Regions from separate parts of the Mus musculus genome. Here region 1 is linked to region 2. The links are chromatin contacts, called in public promoter capture Hi-C maps. All regions are on one chromosome and are shown on one strand. The core of a region is the stretch at or near the end of the contact, and the rest is flanking DNA. Distances in the headings are between cores, read along the strand shown. Region 1 holds the start of Cx3cr1 (chemokine (C-X3-C motif) receptor 1). Region 2 holds the start of Ttc21a (tetratricopeptide repeat domain 21A).

Region 1 (3,806 bases), core at 1,301-3,800, 130 kb after region 2:
TGAAGGGCCAGGCTAGCCAGACTGAACTGGGCTGGGACTATTTTCTGCTCCAGCATCCTTTGATAAAAACAAAGGTGAACAGGATAGAGGGTAAAGAAGCCACGATGGCCTCCAGGAAAGGGGATAGAGGCTCACAGGATTCAGCTAACTTACAAGGTTCCCTCTCAGGAGGCTAAGGAGTCCCAGGAACACAGCTCTCATGAGTGGGCACCCCACTGAGATAAGCTGTGACTAACCCTAGGGCATGTTGCTATGAGTAACCCCAAAAGACTTGCTGATTCTCCAGCCTAAACTTGGGTGTGGGGTCGTTCCTGCTTGCCCCAGGAGTCATAGCGTTGGTGGATAACTTGGTTCACATTTCTCTGGGAAAAGCCACCGAACAGCTTCCTGGGGCCATTTCTGTTGTCCAGGAAAACCCCATTCCAGTTCAGCCACTGCACCTACCCTGCTGACCCTCATAGGTTCCCAAGGCTCAGCAGGCCAGGTCTCACTCTGAGCTTGTCTCCTCTCAGTAGGCTGGGGCCCTCTTATGACCTGGGCCTGAACAGGGTCTTCTTATGACCTGCGTATCTTCACATTTGACTGAATTTCTTCCTACCTCAAGTATTGTATTTCAAGCAGTTGGGAAAAAATTAAAAGAAAAAAAATGGCAGAATTGGAAAGACAGAAGGCAGGAGAATCCCAAGTTCCCAGCTTTTCTCGCACATGGTTATAAATGATCAGGCACAGAGTGAGCGAGGCTGCAGGGTCCTCTGAATAGGGGCTTGTCTGTGTCAAGCAGGGGTGTATCTCCTCCTGGCCTGTTCGTTTTTTTTTTTTAAATATTTTTTTAAAGATTTATTTATTATATCTAAGTACACTGTAGCTGTCTTCAGACACACCAGAAGAGGGCGTCGGATCTCATTACGGATGGTCGTGAGCCATCATGTGGCTGCTGGGATTTGAACTCAGGACCTTCGGAAGAGCAGTCGGTGCTCTTAACCACTGAGCCACCTCTCCAGCCCTCCTGGCCTGTTCTTATCGTTTCCTCCCTAAGACCACGACTCCTAGCTCAGATGTCTGTGCCCAAGTGTCTGAGCCATGGTTCTGAGCATTTATAAAACTGAAGAATGAGTTTGTGACAAGTTTATTATAAATGTAATAAATGTTCATTATGACTATTGAAGATGGTACCAAAAAAGCATTTAAAAGAGGGGGAGGGGAAGAGGAATCCTTAAAACTATCCAACTCTGCAGGTTTAGCATAGCACTCTTAGCTTTTTTGACACATAAATTTATATTTATAGTAAAAATGCTAACATCGTTTTGAACATTTATCACCACCACCACCACCACCACCACCACCACCACCAGCACCACCACTACCACCACCACCGTCATCACCACCACCGTCACCATCATCATTATTGTTGTTTTTAGAGGCAGGATCCCATAAAGTCCAGGCTGGCCTCAAAATTCTGCTTCACTGAGAAGAGTCTTGCACTTCCGACCTCCCGCCTTTTACCTCCAGGGTGCTGTGATCACAGTGTGTGCCACCAAGTCCAATTTTATTAGATGCTGAAGATTGTGCCCAGGGCCCAGGGCTCCTTGTGTGCTAGGCAAGCAACTCTATTTATATAACATTATTCTCTTTATATTCACAAGCCTATATACAATCAGGGGAGCCAGGCAATGGAGGCGCACGCCTTTAATCCCAGTACTGAGGGGGCAGAGGCAGGTGGATCTCTATAAGTTCAAGGCAAGCCTGGTCTACAGAATGAGTTCCAGGATAGTCACAGTTACACAGAAAAACCCTGTCTCAAAAAACCGGGGGGGGGGGGGGGGAAATCAAAGGAAACACCTGGCACCCGCCACTCAGCTCCAGGAATTATCAACTCCCAGTTAATATTTCATCTATGTCCTATTTCATGGCTGAATTAGATTATTCTGTTTCTATAGACATTCAAGTATGAGTCTCTGAAGATAAAAGCTCCTTTTAAAAAGAAATGAAAACCACAATCACTAGTTTTTATGGTTGGTGCTGTTTGTTTAAGGCGGTCTCACACAGAAGCCTAAACTGGCCTAGAGCTCATTAGCTAGCCTAGGCTGGTCTCAAACTTGTATCGATCCTCCTGCTTCACCTTCCCAAGTGCTGGGATTAGAGGCATGGATCAAAAAAGTCTGACTGGCAATCTGAATTGTGATCTTTAAGAATATCAATATTTCCAATTACCCAGATGTGATTTTATATCAAGGCCTTTTTTGGTAACATCTAATATAAACCTTTTTTTTCACATCCCTAAAATGTAATTACTAACTCCTCAAGTTACGAGCGTGCAAAAGGTCCTTTACTCTCCTGATTTATCTGCAGTATCCTCAGGAAAATAGACACGGAAGGCAAACAGCATCAGAAACCCTGTGACTGTGCCTGATTGACCCCACGCCCAGGTATGGGAGGAGTCTGGAGTCCGTGGTACTTACCTGAGCAGATGGGAAGGGAACTTCTGCAGGAAGTGCCAGTCACTCACCCAGTCTCACGCAGACTCCACCAGAGGCAAGTGCTTCCCTCTCTATGAGGGCATCTTTATTTTCGAAGTTAGCCAATAGCATCTGGTTTCCTGTGTGGTACCCTATCTTTAGATGCTGTGACAAGCAAGCTCAACGGGCTCAACGCTCCAGGCTGGGAACCAGCTGACCGCAAGAGAGCCTGCATTTCAAATCTAGGGGACTTGAGACTGGGGCAAACCTGGAGATTGCTGGGGACTGCTGGGGACTACTGGGGACTGTTGGGTGGCAGACCTGGGGATTGCTGGAGACTGTGTGGTGGCTGACCTAGGAATTACTGAGACCTAAGGTTTACAGGGGGCTGTGGGTTGGCAGACCTGGGGGTGGATGGATATTATTTATTCCTAGTGAGATGGCAGTCTGTAGCCTCGGAGTCCAGCAGCACACAAGTCAGGTCTCAAGCTCTCCTTAATAGGGGTCTCAGGCAAGCTGTGAGGGCCCCTCTGCTTTCCAGTGTTCTTAGGAAGCCTCTGGTACCCCCTGTGCAGCACTGGGCCCAGGTTCGCTGACCACTGACCATATCACAACTCTTGGGAGTTCTCAGGAGCCTGCTTTGTCCAGTGAGGTAGGAACTAAAAGCTCCAGTTGCTCTCCAGCTGTTCACATTTGAGGAAGCCTCGGTTAGTTCCCTTTCTCCTTCCTTCTGGCCTCCCTGTCTGTTCTTCTTTCCCTGCAGGAGAGATTCACAGAGAGCCAGCAGATCCTCACAGGCTCGCAGACATTGGCCCTTTCCCGTTGCCCCAGCAGCTAAGTCAGGGGCTACTCAGCTTCCCCTGGGGCTCAGCTCCTCACCCCGATCCTGTCCCCACTTCAGCTCTTGTTTTTTTGGCTTTTATTTGTATGAATTCCTTGGGAACTTCACATGTATTTCGATCACAATCCCTCCTCTACCCCTCTCCTCCCAGAACCACCCCCATCCTATTCCAGCTCACCGACTCCGTGTCCTTATTCATTTCTGCTAAACTTTTTGTTTTCGAGCTTTCTTTTTAATTATGTATATGTGCCCAGGGAGGCTAGAGAACTCAGATCTCCCTGTGGCAGTCGTGAGTTGCCCATCACTATAGGTGCTGGGAGTCGAACTTGTGTCCTCTGCAAGAGCAGTGTGTGCTCTTAGCCACCGAGCCATTTCTTCAGCCCCCTGGCTTTGTTTTTGTTTGTTTTGTTGTTGAGATAGGTCCCACACATCCTGGGCTGGACTTTAAATAGCTATGGGGTTAAAAAGACCTTGAGCCTTTCATCCTCCTGCCTCCACTGCCCAAGTCT
Region 2 (3,772 bases), core at 114-2,613:
CAAGCAAACAAACAAAGGGACTGGAGAAATAGGTCAGCAGTTAAAAGAGCCTATTATTCTATCAGACGACCTGGGTTGAGTCCCCAGCATGCAAGTGTGACAGCTCCCAAATGCCTATAACTCCAACTTAAAGGGATCTAAAACCTCTGGTTTGCACACTCGTGTGCACAAACAAAAACAACACACACACCAAAAACACATCTCTGTAACGGGTCCTCATCCTCTGACCTGATCAACCTGTCCCCCTTTAACCAGCCCCCCTTGCCTTCACTCCGTCCACCACCCCCACCACCTCACTTCCCTCAGCCCTTGTGCAAAGATCCCAAACTCCTGACTTCCCGTGAACCTGTTTTAAAACACCCCCGGTTGGATGCATCCCAATGTCTGCCAACCCCCAAGCACAAATCTTGTCACTTTGATCTGTAAAGCCAATGTGGCTCTCCAGCTAGAAACCGCTTCCCTAGCCCTGACTCCAGACTTCCTTTGACATAGACCAGAGAGGCATAATGGCTCAGGAGGCAGGCGCACGCAGATGGATTTCTGTAGGTTCCAGCCCAGTCTAGCCTACATAGCAAGTTCCAGGCCAGTCGGGGATACATAATGAGACACCCACAAAATAAATAGATAGATAGATAGATAGATAGATAGATAGATAGATAGATAGATAGATAAGATTTAAGAGGAACCGAGAAAGAGCAGCTGAGAGTTTAACAACAGCTTGAACTAAGTACCAAGATCCTGTCTGAAGGAATGAAGGCAGGCAGGCTGACCCAACAGCCAGACAACCTGACAAACCTGCCCGCCTCCACACAGCTCTGCATCTACCTGCTTTTCAAAGGGGCAAAACAGGGGAGCTGAGTTCAAAGATCTTTCTATCCCCAACTCCATACGGCGTTCTTTATCAACCAGACTATACTTCCCAGCAGCCTGTTCGCTCGTACCTCCCTGCAAGTGACACGTAGGGCCCCATCTAGGTCTCGGGATGTTTCACTCTGGGGTCCCAATGCCCACCCTGGCTCCAGTCATTCTGGCCACTTCACCCCCTCTTCAGCAGCTTTCCCAAAGCCCACGAGCTCTCCCAGCCCCTTGCAATGCTCCTTAGAGAAGGGGCCTCGGATCTTGGACGCGCTGGGCCTCGCAAGGCATGCAGGGAGGTCACTGCAGGCCTCGGGGCTGTGCAACCCTCCCTGGTGATCTTCCACCACCCCGGCTCACCCCGTGCAGATGGAAGCCCTCGCCGCCCGCCGGCTGCTCGCTGCTTGCCCCTAGCCCCATGGCCGCCCTCTCCCGCTGCTGCGTGGCCTAGTCACGTGGGGCCAGGCCACGCCCTCCCGGATGTCACAGTTCTTAGCAACAGGCCAGCAGCCAGGTTGCCAAGGACGCGCGCGCCTTAGACTTCCGGCCGTGAGCTGGGCTGCGAATTGGGCGGCCAGAGCTGGGAATCCCGCTCAGCCGGTCATCACCTGAGCCGGGCTGCAGCCATGAGCAGCGATGACTCCTCTCTCATGGTGCGTGAACTCTGGGCCGCCTGCGCTCGGGACTACTTCTGCAGTCAGGACTGCTGCCCTGGGCTAGCTCTCTGCTCTCTGACCATTTCTGCTCTGGGGTTACCTTTCTGCTTTCTCTGGCCATCTGCCCTTGGGCCACCCTCTGCCACACCATCCACCCTGCTGCCTGCCCTCTGGCCATCTCTACTCTTAGGCTACTTCCACCCCCCAACCACCTCTACCCCTCTGTTCACTACTCTGGCAGCTTCTAGAAGTCCTTCCATCTTCCTCAGCTCCCTAACCAAAGCATTTCCCCTCAGTGTCCTCTGCACCCCTAGCCTCAAATTAGCACCCAGACCTGATCCTATCCCCCAAACCAATCCGTGCCTGTCCATTATCGCATCTGCCTCCCACCTAAGCCATCTGTGTTCCACTGCTATGAGGTCTATGCCCACCTCCAACCCTGTTCCTAATCTAACGAGAAGTGTCAGCTTCCAAAGTCTCCAGAGCCACCATGTATCTCTCCCTTAGACACCTCTGGCCTGGTTTCTCTACTTGGGCTCTTTGCACCAGCACTACTGCCTGGCATTACCCATGTGCCACCTGCAGCCACCCACACATCACTGCACGCAACAGCCAGAGTCATTTCTTTAGAATATCATTTGAGGTAACTGGGGATCTGGCTCAGTTCCTAGAATATGCACCAAGCCCTGATAGCCATAAAACAGGTGTGGTGGTAGGTGCCTTTAATCCTAGCACCGGAGAGGTGGGGAGGGAGGGTCAGAAACTCACCATAGTTGAGTTTGAGGCCAGTCTGGGATACATGAACACCAGGCTCTGCCAAAAGTTTTAAAAATCTGAAAACTTCACTCCCCTACTTAAAGCCATTCGAGCTGGTTCCTGTTGATGACCCTGTCTGACGTCTAGGCTCTTTCAAATGGCCCATGAGGCTTTTACGACCTAACCACATCTATCCCCAACTCAACACCCACAAACCTTAGAGGAAGTGAGCTTTTGCTTTGAAATCTCAGCCCCAATTACTGTGTGATCTCCATGGGCTGTGTCTCCCTGGGCTTCAGCTTCTTTAGCTGTGAAAGATACCAAGATGTGTATAGCGGAGGACATGGAGACCCTGAAAATGACCACTCCTCAGTCCCCTTCCTTCCCAGCCTAGGATGAGCCTGACTTGAAGCTTACATGGTGTATTGACCATCCCCCAGTCACCTAAAACCTCTGCCGTAGCCAAACTCCCTGGAGCGCCTTCCTTCCCAGGGCTGCAGAAGGAGAAGGCCAGGCCTGAATGCTGCCTCTCCCTTCCTGTTTGTAGACGTGAGAAGGAATGGGTCACCTCAACAGGAGTGGGTCTCACCCCATCGTGACCAGAACAAAGATGGAGGGACGGGAGCTATGGCAACCATGTTCTTTCTTTTCATGCAGGCTTCGATCATTTACTACAGCCAGGAAAAGTACTTCCACCATGTGCTGCAGGCTGCGAATGTGGGCCTAGAGAGGTACAGCAGCGACCCAGCCCTGCAGTTCTTCAGAGCGTATGGAATCCTTGGGGAAGGTGAGGCATTATTCCTACCCCAGGGGGAAACATCCTAGCTTTTATCTTCTAGCAGCATCTGGATGCCAGCTTCTAGCTATGTTCCCATGGAAACACCCCTGGCCCTCCCAGCCCCCCCCCATTAATGAACAGAAACCTGTAAAGTCTATATATCAGGTTAGCTTTTGAGATCGTGTCTCACTGCCCCCTGCCATGAGGCTCAGTATCCCTATCTATAAAATGGGTTGTTAAGAGAGAGAAGGCTAGGACTGTTTAACCCGTCTCGGGCTTGGAAGTTGGATCTGGAGGAAAAGAGAAGTGGGAGGTGTAAGCACTGGAAGGTTCAGATGTGAGGGAGTGGGGCTTAAACAGAGCCTGGGTGCTGAGAACTGTCCAAGCACCCTGTAGCTAACATTAGGGACATGTGGGATAAATGTAATCGGTAGGCCTTGAACAACCAGGTGGGAGTGCTCGGTCCCTCCTCAAAACTGACTCCAGTCCCTCTAAAGTGCCCAGGCTCGCTCTCAGGCACATCTCTAGGTTTCAAGTTTCTCAACCAGTCGGCCAGATGTAGTGGAGCACATGGGAGGCGGAAGCGGGAGGCTCTGGAAGTTCGACATTACCTTAGACTGTGTATCAAATTTCAAGTGCCCGATATACAAAAGAACCTTTCTCAAAAACAAAATAGAAAGTGGGGGCTGGAGAGATGGATCAACGGTTAAGAGCACTTGCCGCTCTT

What was found. Capture Hi-C pulls out chosen DNA fragments and counts their contacts.
Region 1: a contact with region 2 is called in a promoter capture Hi-C map of adipose tissue. The contact joins the promoter of Cx3cr1 here to the promoter of Ttc21a in region 2. A contact is called at or near these places in 3 of 39 promoter capture datasets (cranial neural crest, macrophages and pre-B cells), 8 of 484 Hi-C or Micro-C datasets (the AML12 cell line, CD8 T cells, Th1 cells and 4 more), 6 of 115 datasets of contacts at active chromatin or transcription factors (double positive thymocytes, effector CD8 T cells, embryonic stem cells and 2 more) and 4 of 9 other capture datasets (adipose tissue, embryonic stem cells, liver and 1 more).

Annotation. Positions count from the first base shown.
Region 1 is chr9:120,065,746-120,069,551 of GRCm38.p6, forward strand. It overlaps Cx3cr1 (chemokine (C-X3-C motif) receptor 1), which reads right to left and starts at 2,551. Exons shown (of 2, transcript NM_009987.4): 1 at 2,460-2,551. Gm33858 (a long non-coding RNA gene) reads left to right here. Exons shown (of 3, transcript XR_003948274.1): 2 at 2,350-3,806.
Region 2 is chr9:119,936,243-119,940,014 of GRCm38.p6, forward strand. It overlaps Ttc21a (tetratricopeptide repeat domain 21A), which reads left to right and starts at 1,364. Exons shown (of 29, transcript NM_028735.3): 1 at 1,364-1,508; 2 at 2,925-3,054. The coding sequence starts at 1,482. It overlaps Gorasp1 (golgi reassembly stacking protein 1), which reads right to left and starts at 1,316. Exons shown (of 9, transcript NM_028976.2): 1 at 1,216-1,316. The coding sequence starts at 1,275.